Linked DNA regions of Rattus norvegicus: regions 1 and 2 are each linked to region 3. A link is a contact called in public Hi-C data. All regions are on one chromosome and are shown on one strand. The core of a region is the stretch at or near the end of the contact, and the rest is flanking DNA. Distances in the headings are between cores, read along the strand shown.

Region 1 (3,224 bases), core at 588-3,087, 230 kb after region 3:
GTGTGTATGTACATGCGTGCACACACGTGTTAGCACATGCTAAAAGCCCAACTTAGGTCTTTATCAGCCTCATTTCTTTCATTTGTATTTGTTTGTTTAAGACAGGATCTCATTATATAACGAGAGAGAGAGAGAGAGAGAGAGAGAGAGAGAGAGAGAGAGAGAGAGAGAGAGAGAGTGTGTTTCCTGCATATGGCTCAACTATTTGAGAGCAGAAAGAAAACAAAACTAAAGAACTATGGCCTGATGCTTGGTCAGGAGCTAGCAGGCTACGGTTGGCTCCTGAATCACAGCCTTTTCCTTATAGAGAACCTTTTCCTGTCCCCTCCCTTCCACCATTCAGTGGTCATGGCAATCAAATGTTGAAGCTTGTGACAGTTGTGGAGTTGCTGGCTTGGGGGCCCGCCAGTGCAAATCCTTGCTCTTCTGTGGCAGCTATGTGAGTGTGGGGAAAGTCTCTCATCCTCATGAAAACTCAGTAAAACAGGGAGGATAATTCCTAATATGGGCAAAGGAAAAATGTCAAGATGTAAGCATTGATACTACCAATGACCTACTGCTGAGAAAACCTTGGGCCCCAGACACTTCCAACTCTTCTCATGGTTCCTTTTAATGTAGTAGATGTGGGATGGACCAAGAAAGGACAGAGAGCTCAGCAGTATTTACAATAAAACGAAATGGAAATTTGGAGTAGACAGTCATGTGAAAGAAAAAATATAATAAAGCTTCTTTTAAAACATGGAGGGCAACCCCATTGAAGACCAGCAGTCTCAACTAACCTGACCCCAGAGATCTCTAAGACAGTGAGCTACCAACCAGCATACATTAGCTGGCACGAGGCCCCAACACATATACAGCAGAAGACCTCCTGGTTTGGCTTCAGTGAGAGAAGATGCACCTAACCTTCAAGAGACTTGAGGTCCCAGAGAGTGGGGAGACCTGATAGTGTGTGGTGTGGGGTGGGAACATCCTCTTGGAGACTGGGTGGGGGGAGGAGAATGGGATGAGAAACTGCTGGAGGACAGACCTGGATGGAGGATAACGACTAGACTGTAAAAAAGATTAAAGATAATAATAATAATAATAATAATAATAATAATAATGCCCAAACCAAAAACCCATCCCTAAAAAGGGGTGTGGTGCTTTACTTTTTTTTTTTTTTTAATATTCAGCCTTTGTTTAGTAGCATGGACTTCAAAGAGGGCTAGACATGAAACACATGGTAGCCTCCCAAGTGTATACAGGGCCAGTATTAAAATAACCCTCGAGTCTTCGATTCTTCTAAACACTGGTTTACAGCATGAGGCTAAGATGGGCCTCCTAGGACTGAACCATGTAATTAGGTAGCTTTGCGCTCCACGACAGGAAACCACGACTGTTCCCACATAGAACAGAGTAGAGCACAAGTTCCCTGTGGTATCTGCCTCCCAAGATGAAGGCAGGAGAAAGGAGTTAAGCCCTGTGTGCCTGGTTCTTTCAAGCTTGCTTATCATATAAATTAGAGAATCTCAGAAGAGCCGCTTATAACCCTATGGCTCTCTCTCGACAGGATAGAAATAGCAAGCATGGGAAATGTGGAAGTCCATTGTCTCGACTCACTCTTGCTCTGCAGAATGAATGGGGTTTTATAGTAATGAAATTTACTAAAAGAAAACAGAATTCTGTATCAATAGTCCTTGATGTTTAAACACTGGGTCTTGATGAATACACTTCCACTTTTATTCTGGAATTGACTGAATGGGATATGATGATATAGTGGGCTTTCCCTTCTCTTCCTTAAATCTTTTAAGTAAATTGAATTTGCAGCCATGACTGGATTGGTTCCAGGAGGGGGAAGGGAGGACGTGTGTACACATCTGTAACGATCTCTGACAGTGTGATGTGGAGCAATGGTTTTTTACGACACTAGTCAAGATTACCATAATTAGGGAAAATATCTACATCTTTCTAAACAGTGTTAACTGATTCAAAAGGGACTTAATGAGAAGTTATGAGAGGAGGAACATTTTTTGCCACCGACTATTAAACATTAATTAAAGTCAGAAGGCACCCGTCAAATTGTCTCTGGACTTCAGTCACTTGGCAAGGCACAGAAAAAATTGGAAGCCATGGAATCTGCTGATGTTGCTGACTGTGCCCCTCCAAACGGGTTCTCCAAATTCACAGGCAGTTTCCATGTCTAATTTTACTTCCTGCTGAAGACCTTGATAAGATCACATTGATAAGATCACATTGCAGAGATTCAGAGCTGACTGCTTTCAAGTGCAAAGCATTTTAGACCGAGGTGTCTTATTTAAATAACCTTTTTGTGACAGGTCAATAAAGAGATCCTTCCTTACATGAGATATAAATGATCCCAATTTATGAAGCGAAACTTATGTGCAGGGAAGATGCTGGAAGAAATGCATCGGGTTATCAGGAAGAGATTCTTAAAATAATTGAATATTGGATGGCCCCTCTGCATTTTATGTGTCTTCAGTTCATGAACAGGAAATAGAAAGTAAGTTTCAATATCCAGATGTTGCTTATTCTCACAGAAGAAACAATCAGTATCATGAAGTTGTCCCTATTTAGGTTGGTGACATTCTGTTTCTGTTGCTAAAACCCTAGAGTTTGGAAAATGTAATGAAAGGGAAATTAACAAGTGCAGCTGCCGTAGAAATCTTACAGAATACCTGGGGACAGTTCCTTAGGTAACCCAGGCTGACCTTAAATCCCCCTGCACCTATTTCCCAAATGTTGGGATTACACCCATGAACTACTCTGATTCCTGAGCTTCTGTGTTTGACATGGATAACTGTATATGATCTCTGTTTTCATTTCAACACAAAGCCACTGAGGATTGATCCAATGCTGAATAAGAAACTTCTCAAATCAGATCTAGTGGTTGACCACCAGGTGAGAGAACTGGCCTGTGTGGTAGGTGAACGTCCTTGCAGATTATGACTCTGAACATGCTATAGTGTTGTACTGATTCCAAAGTGAACAGGAGAGTGAACTAGGATGTGTGTTTATTTGTTTGCTTGTTTGTTTGTTTTACTTTATTTTGTCTGTGACTTAGGACTTTGGCTCATTTATTTCCACATTTCTCCTTCCAGTTTCCATCCCCTTCCGATCTATCTGCCTCAGGCCACTCACCATCCATAAAATGTAGCTGCCACCTGTCCTGTTACTTTCCACTTTCACAAGGATCCACCATTTTATTCTTTTAGAATATATCAGCC
Region 2 (3,361 bases), core at 821-3,320, 150 kb after region 3:
GGTATGTGAGTTTATATGACTGGTGACCTATTGCCAAAATATACAAGCAAAGAATGAAACTGTACCTCTCCGGTATCTACAGAATGGAATATTACAGAGCAATAAGAAGAAAGTAAATTATTGTTGCATCTTACGACGTGAATGAGTCTCTGAATATAAACCATGAGAGAAGTAAAATGTCAGATACTACATATTATGTGATTTTATTTACATGGAATCAAAATGTAGAAGAAAATAAAAACAAACTAAACTCTAACAGTTGCTTGAGGTGAAGGGAAAAGACAAATTAAGAGAGACATCAAGGCAATCAAATTGGACAGTGTGTATCTCCATATCCCCACCATTCTTCAATGGAACAGGAAAAAAAGAATGAAGATTCTTTTTTTTTTCCAGTTCAAGTCAGATTTGGGGATTTCCCACAGGAGCACATAGATGAGTCTCCATCTATTTGAAGAACTAAAACATCATCAGAACTGTGAAGATCTGGACGCAGCTGTACCTGCCAAAAGACTTCAGGGACGACAACTGTAGAAGACACTTAGCTGAAGTCAGATGCCAAGAGGAATGTTCAGACAAAGAGGCCTCTGAAAGGTGAGTGATTAGCTGTGGGGTTTCCCTATGTCTGAGAAGGTAGATACATGTACGCTAAGACAATTCCTGCGTTGCAGACCCCTTCTTTTGCAGGAGGGAGTCTGATCCACTAGTGACGTCAGTCCTCTGTGCTTTACCTAGAAACCCGCATTATTCCTGACCCCCACACACTGAGTGCAAATACTCAAACACTCACATAAAGGCATACCATGCTATCAATCTTCATGACCAAGCTGAGAGCTCGAGCACAGAGCATCGCCATCTTTCTTGAAGACAGCATTCTCCTTGACTCTTTCAAGAAACTTGGTGAGTCATATTTCTCAAAGAAAGGAACTCTGATTTTCTTCTTGTAGAAAAGCATACATATTCTTTGGAGAATTGCTGTTTAGAGGGTAGGGACATGGGTAACAATGACTCAGACTGGACTCTGGGAAAGTCAGTGAGCCGTGACTTTACACAGAGGACATAAAATGGAAGAAGTGGAAGGAGGAAGGCTGACCTACCAAAAACAGGGCTACTGCGGTGCCCAGGATGAAGCCGGCAATCACGTCTGAACAGTGGTTCCGGTACTCTGAGACCCGATTGAGGCCTGTCAGGAAGGCTGTACAGAGGGTCCCCAAGCACAGCACTGGCTTGGCCAGCCGACTGCTCTTTGTCTTGATTGTGCTTGTGATGTACATCTGCAGGGGGAGAGAGACTGGTGAGTCCCAGGTTGTCCTTGTACTGGAGCATCCACAGGAGTGTACACATATCCCAGGTCGGAAGCAGGGACTTTGAGGAAGGGACCCTTAGAAATTACATCTCATTGGACAACTTCATTAAGCTAGTAAGTTAGTCTGGAAACAGGGTAGCGATGACAATGAACCTGAGTTTGTTAGTGACTTTTGCATCGTCATGAGTTTCCCAACAAAAATTATACTGTCAGAAGGAATAATTGAAGAGCAATAGCTGGATGCAGAACACATAGTTTTTATGTTAAGAACCAGAGAATTATGTAGTGGTGATATTACAAAATTCATATAAAATTCTTAGATAACAGGTAAACCTTCTATTTGAATGCGTTTGTGGCAGAAGATATCAAGTAGGGGAGACATTTCACATTTGATTTTTTTTCTGTGCCCTATACTACTGTCTGCACACTTTGGGGCCAGCATATAAAATTGTTCACTGACTACTTAGTGGACCTAATCTGAATGGTCCAGTCACAACTATGGGTCACTATTACGCTGGAAGTTGATTTTCATATCGGGGACAAATGTGTTCTGCTACATTTGTTTGCTATTTCTTTGTCTACTTCAAAGTGCTTTAAACACTAAAATTCTTGTGTACCACAATACCTAAAAGGGTGAAGGATCCGAACAAAATGAAAGCTGCTGCACTCTCTGACACTGGGAACGTGGACTGTTGTTATCAAATGTATCCGTAATGCCCACACGTAAGAAAACATGCTTCTGGCAAACTACAACACTTTGGTAAAACAGCACTAGAGGGCACTGGTGACCCACCATTTCCCTTTTTCTTTTCAGATGGACTTCATAGCCCAGTCTGGCCTCAAACTTGCTTCAATCCTGTCTCAACCTCCTATGTGGGTTCTAGGACTACAGACTTATCTCATTATTTCTGATCAAATGTGGTGAGTTCAGTAACCCTAATCCCCCTCCTCCCGCAAGGCTGAGAGTTAAGATTATAACCTATAGAATATTTGATGTCCCAAGTATGAATACATTCATGTAGATGAATCTGGCAATATTACATTGGGAAATTGATTTCTAGGAAGATTCTTCAACTCTAGCATGAATCCTAGTGGGATACAGATGCTTCTTGAGCCTGTATAACAGGTGGTGCAAAAAACTCTGGTAGATCAAAGTTACATAGATTGTAAAATATTGTGATCTTCTGACTGTGGGAATTGTTGCTTAAAGTGTTAAATGCAATACATATGTCCAATTTGATGTTTTGTGCTTCTCTATTGTTTTCTAGGTATGTTTGAGTCATTCCTGTAAAATATCAACCATGAAGAACATAGACCATTAGTTGATATTCTTCACAATATTACATGGTACCTAGAAAGCAACTGCTGAACGTTTTCATTAGAATTTTCTCTATATTTGGCACATAATAATTGCAGATATTTAGGAGAGCTGTGTAGTGTTTCAGCACCTCTATGCATCTTGCAATGAAGCCCTGGCAATTAGCATATCCATCAGTCTTGAGTAATCCTGAAAGCATAATTTAGCACATAACAGAAAACGTTTATTCAGTCAGAATGTTGTATCTGGGTTTATCTAATTGAGTGCGAGGCCTGCTTTAAACAGGATGATGTCCGAATCCTTGGATGAAGCCAGCATGGCGAATTCTTTCTGCTGCTGCCGATATTCAGGTTTCATCTGATGATGACACACTGGTTTAAGTTACCCGTTTATTTTTCTAATGGCATTATCAAAATCAATTTCACACAGTAGTTACTTGAATCTGATAAAAATGCAAAACAGGAGAGAAGCAAAAGCACATGGCTTTATACAAATTATCACTCCAGAAAATTTAGGAACCAATCAATATTCTGAAAACCAGGAAACACACTAAACGCCGAGATGGGGCTGAGGAGGAAGTTGAGGTACCCCAGAATATCTGGGTAGTCTGAAGGAGCCTTAACTCTGTCTTCCTTAGGGGTCTGACCAATGGCCACTTGCACCCACGAAAGGTACATGACAAACGCACCAGTGAATGACCTTGTGGTGTTGGCTTATATGTGTTCTAGCTCAGAGTTGTG
Region 3 (3,697 bases), core at 463-2,962:
GCTAGAATCCTAAGAAGTAGGTTCTAATACCCGTCGAGGAATGGATGTACTATCAAGGAAAGGGCAAGCAAGCAAAGAGCAAAAGCTTCCTTCTTCTAAGTCCTTGTATAGGCTTCCTGCAGAAGGTGTTCCCCAGATTAAGGGTGTGTATTCCGTCCTCAAGAGCCAGGTCAAATGTGTGTGTGTCTTCCTGCCTAAAAGGTCTGGACTGGAACTGTTCATTCACTTCAAAAGAAAACAAACAAACAAAAAACCAAAAACAACAACAACAACAACAGCAGCAACAACAAACCCCCACAACCTCTCACAAGTAAGCCCTCCATTTCTGGATTGTAGCTGATTCCAAAGCAATCAAGTTAACAAGAATAGCCACTACAAATCTACCCCCTTTCAACTTGACACACAATCATATTTCCTTATGCCATGTTTAATTTCAAAATGATAACAATAACCAGATCACAAGAACACCTAAACATAATGTAAGTATCCAATCTGCAATCATAAACACATTGTATATTTTACCAGGTCTTAATTACATCTAGCATGATATAATTGTCCCTCGTACATTCCAGATACAGTCAGGTTGACAACCAAGAATAGCCACCTCACCTCTCTTCAACCATCCCTGTATTTTTCTCTCATTTCTGTTTTTATTTTACGTATGTGGGTGTTTTACCTGCCTGTATGCTCATGTGCCACCTATGTACCTTGTGCTGCAAAGGCCAGAAAAGGGCATCAGAATACTGGAAACTGGAGTTATGGACAGTTATGAGTCATGATGCGAGTGTTAGGAGTCTTCTTCCCCTGGTAGAACAGCCAGTGTTCCTGACTACAGAGCTGACTCTTCAGTCCCATAATGCAGTCTGAAATATGGTTATGTTGAAATTCCCCATCTTGGTATTCACTTTCTACTCATTTGATTTATCATTTGCTCCCTTATTCCCCTACTCCTGCTGTGGCATATTTTATTCCCAAAAGATTGCAAATGGCAGTAAAATTGAAACAGAAGTGCATGCGTATATCCCATACCATCCTCCCTTACCCATATTGCTATTTAACTCACTGTCAAAAGACGTCTGTGCTCCCCCCTCCCATTTGAATCTAACAGGGGCTTATGCCTTCTTGACAAACATAAAATGGCTGCGGTTATAGCTTTCAGCTGTCTATCTCTTCACGTTCCAGCGATGACGTGCAAAACCCAAACAGGCTCATCCAGAAAGACCACAAGGAGGCCCCATACCCTGGAAGTTGTGTCCCCAGCTCTGAGCCAGTATTGAGAACAGAACGTGTGCAAGAGTGAATCCCAGATGATTTTATTCCCTTGCCTTCGAGACTTCCATTTGAAATAACACACGCTGTGTCACAGAGACAGTCTCTTTTTGTTGTTGTTTTGCTCTTTTGTTTTCCTGACACAGGGTCTCCCTATGTAGCCCAGGCTGGTTTTTAACTTCCGTCCTGCCTCAGTCTCCCTAGTGCTGGGTACACAGGAGCTCTGGGCCACACTCCAGCAAAGGACAGGGTTTCAGAGAAGAGTTGCTGTGAAAGGCTGTTTGTTAGGGCTTTTCCACACTGGCAGCTCTGATGCTTTTATTTTTAGATATCTTTATTTCAGGCATTTATCCAAAGTCCAAATTCCAAGATCTTAATCACCTCTCTTGGTTCAGCCTACTTATGCTTGGTTGAGGAGGGAAATACTAAGACTTTTTCCCCAGCCTTAACTGGATAGTCTGAAGTTTTCAAAACTCTTATCCACAAAGTTGTCAGAACCTTGATTGGGAAGTCCTGTGCATCTGTGCTAACCTACAGGGCCTCCTTATCCAGAGCACTCTGCATTTCAGAGGGTTGCTGTCGAACTACGGTAAGTGATTATTAGCTAGCTGGACTCTTTTCTTTGCAGCTTGCTCCTTTAATGAATTGCTCTGACGCCTAGTAGCTTTCATATCTTTTATCTCTTAGCTCGATGTACTCTTGATAAGTACTTGAAGTTATCGCTATCTACCTGCAGAAAATCTTACTTGAAAAACAGGGATATAAGAATCCTGTATTTACAACATTTCCACCTAATTGTCATATTTCGTAGATAAACCTCATACTACAGTTACTTTTATTTTGAACGGGCTATAGACTTTTAACTATTTTTAAGTTCATATCATGTATCTATATAAGTGATGAAATTTTGAAAAGGGCTTTCATATTTACCCAGATAATAAATGTGCTCTTGCCTTTCATCATTTCTTGAAGTATTGTTTACTGAAAATGTATTTTCTCCTCTTCCCCATTGAAATTTCTTTCTTTTGTCTCCATTTTTGATGTGGATATTTCTTGGGTAAGGAATTTTAAACATTTCACTTTATTTATTTATTTTTCTCTTTTGAGCACCATGAGTGAGGGATTTTTGCCTCCTGATTTGTGCATTGTCTTTATGATAAAGCCAAGTGTTATTTTATGTTTGTCGGTTTCCTCTGTAACGTGTCCATTTTTCTCTGGCTACATTAAAATTTGTTGTGTGTTAGCAGTTTGATTATAATGAGAGCTGGAATTTCAGCTGGGTTTGTCCCCATATTTGTTATACTTCTGTGACTGTAACCTGGTGCTTTTTGGTGAATTGAGGGGAAATTCAGCCCTAGTTTTTATAAGTATTTCCCCTGTGCCTATCTCTAACGCATCTTTCCAAGGTGCCAATTATTAGAGAATTTACTCAGTATATTAAACCATAACTGTTTGAACATTTTCCCATGCCTCACGTCCTCTAATCTTTCATCTTGGTTTTTCTCTTCCTGGTTTACTCTGAGCTGTCCTTATGACTGGTACCTTTATATTTGCTGTCTGGTAATTCCAACATCTGGGATGCTTTTCTTTCTAATATAGTGATTCTTTTCTCTTGGATTCACGAATTTTAAATAAATTTTATGCATCATAATAAAAAAATGGATCCTGGATGTGTTGTATAAAAGCAATATCTGAAAGGGGGAGGGCAGTGATATTGCTTGTGGCCCAGTCTGACAAGCTGAGTTCTATCTCTGGGGGCTATGTGATTGAAGGGGAAAGCCAACTCCCATCGGCTGTCACAGAAACTCTCTCTCTCTCTCTCTCTCTCTCTCTCTCTCTCTCTCACACACACACACACACACGCACGCACATGCACATACAAATGCACATAGACTTGCATATACACACATACATACATACACTCACCCCACCCCCACAATAAATTTAGTAAAAAGAGCTTTGACCATGTTTTGTTGGGACTTGGGGCTAATCAGTGTGACCTGAGTCAAGTGTGAGTTGGGTCTCGGACTGTGACAGACTTATTAAGTTCAGTGCATCGCTGATGTCACTAATTTTTTAGTGGCAGGATTAAGTCCCCTTTCTCATCAAAAGCCTGGATTCCCTGCATTTGTGAACCCCTCGGGAGGATCTTTGGCTTTGACAGGAATTTGTTAGACTTTAAAACTGAGGATTTCTGGTGAGAGTTCTGGAACAAGGATCACTAGGAAATTTGCTTGGCTCCGTGATAATTCTGGTTTTCTCAGCTTAGGGACCTCTCTCTGCTCCTCCATTCATCCTCTGGAGGATGCTCTAACTAAAGGCTTGAAAGCCTCCGGTGGTTTCATCTCAGATTGTGCCCTGTGTTTTGGTCTTCTGGTGATGTCCTGCAGACGTGGACAGATGGAGACAGGTTCTTAGTTTCTCAGAG

Evidence for each region. A called contact is a pair of places that touch in the nucleus more often than the background predicts.
Region 1: a Hi-C map of liver shows a contact between it and region 3, with 4 times the contacts expected there. The contact joins the enhancer-like site here to the promoter of Baat in region 3. A contact is called at or near these places in 3 of 12 Hi-C or Micro-C datasets (kidney and liver).
Region 2: a contact with region 3 is called in a Hi-C map of liver, with 4 times the contacts expected there. The contact joins the enhancer-like site here to the promoter of Baat in region 3. A contact is called at or near these places in 3 of 12 Hi-C or Micro-C datasets (hepatocytes, kidney and liver).

What each region holds. Positions count from the first base shown.
Region 1 is chr5:68,427,749-68,430,972 of GRCr8, reverse strand. The region is part of intron 2 of Plppr1 (phospholipid phosphatase related 1); the gene reads right to left. Among named protein-coding and RNA genes, the nearest start is that of Trnaa-agc32, 50 kb to the left of the region's middle. Within about 2 kb of position 1,837, at least 1 of the 93 cell types and tissues checked has an H3K27ac peak or open chromatin away from gene starts, as enhancers often do. A contact at or near this core is called in liver, where this site is marked.
Region 2 is chr5:68,506,715-68,510,075 of GRCr8, reverse strand. Plppr1 (phospholipid phosphatase related 1) reads right to left here. Exons shown (of 8, transcript NM_201271.3): 6 at 1,095-1,271. Among named protein-coding and RNA genes, the nearest start is that of Trnaa-agc32, 29 kb to the right of the region's middle. Within about 2 kb of position 2,070, at least 1 of the 93 cell types and tissues checked has an H3K27ac peak or open chromatin away from gene starts, as enhancers often do. A contact at or near this core is called in liver, where this site is marked.
Region 3 is chr5:68,654,152-68,657,848 of GRCr8, reverse strand. It overlaps Baat (bile acid CoA:amino acid N-acyltransferase), which reads left to right and starts at 1,712. Exons shown (of 4, transcript NM_017300.2): 1 at 1,712-1,858.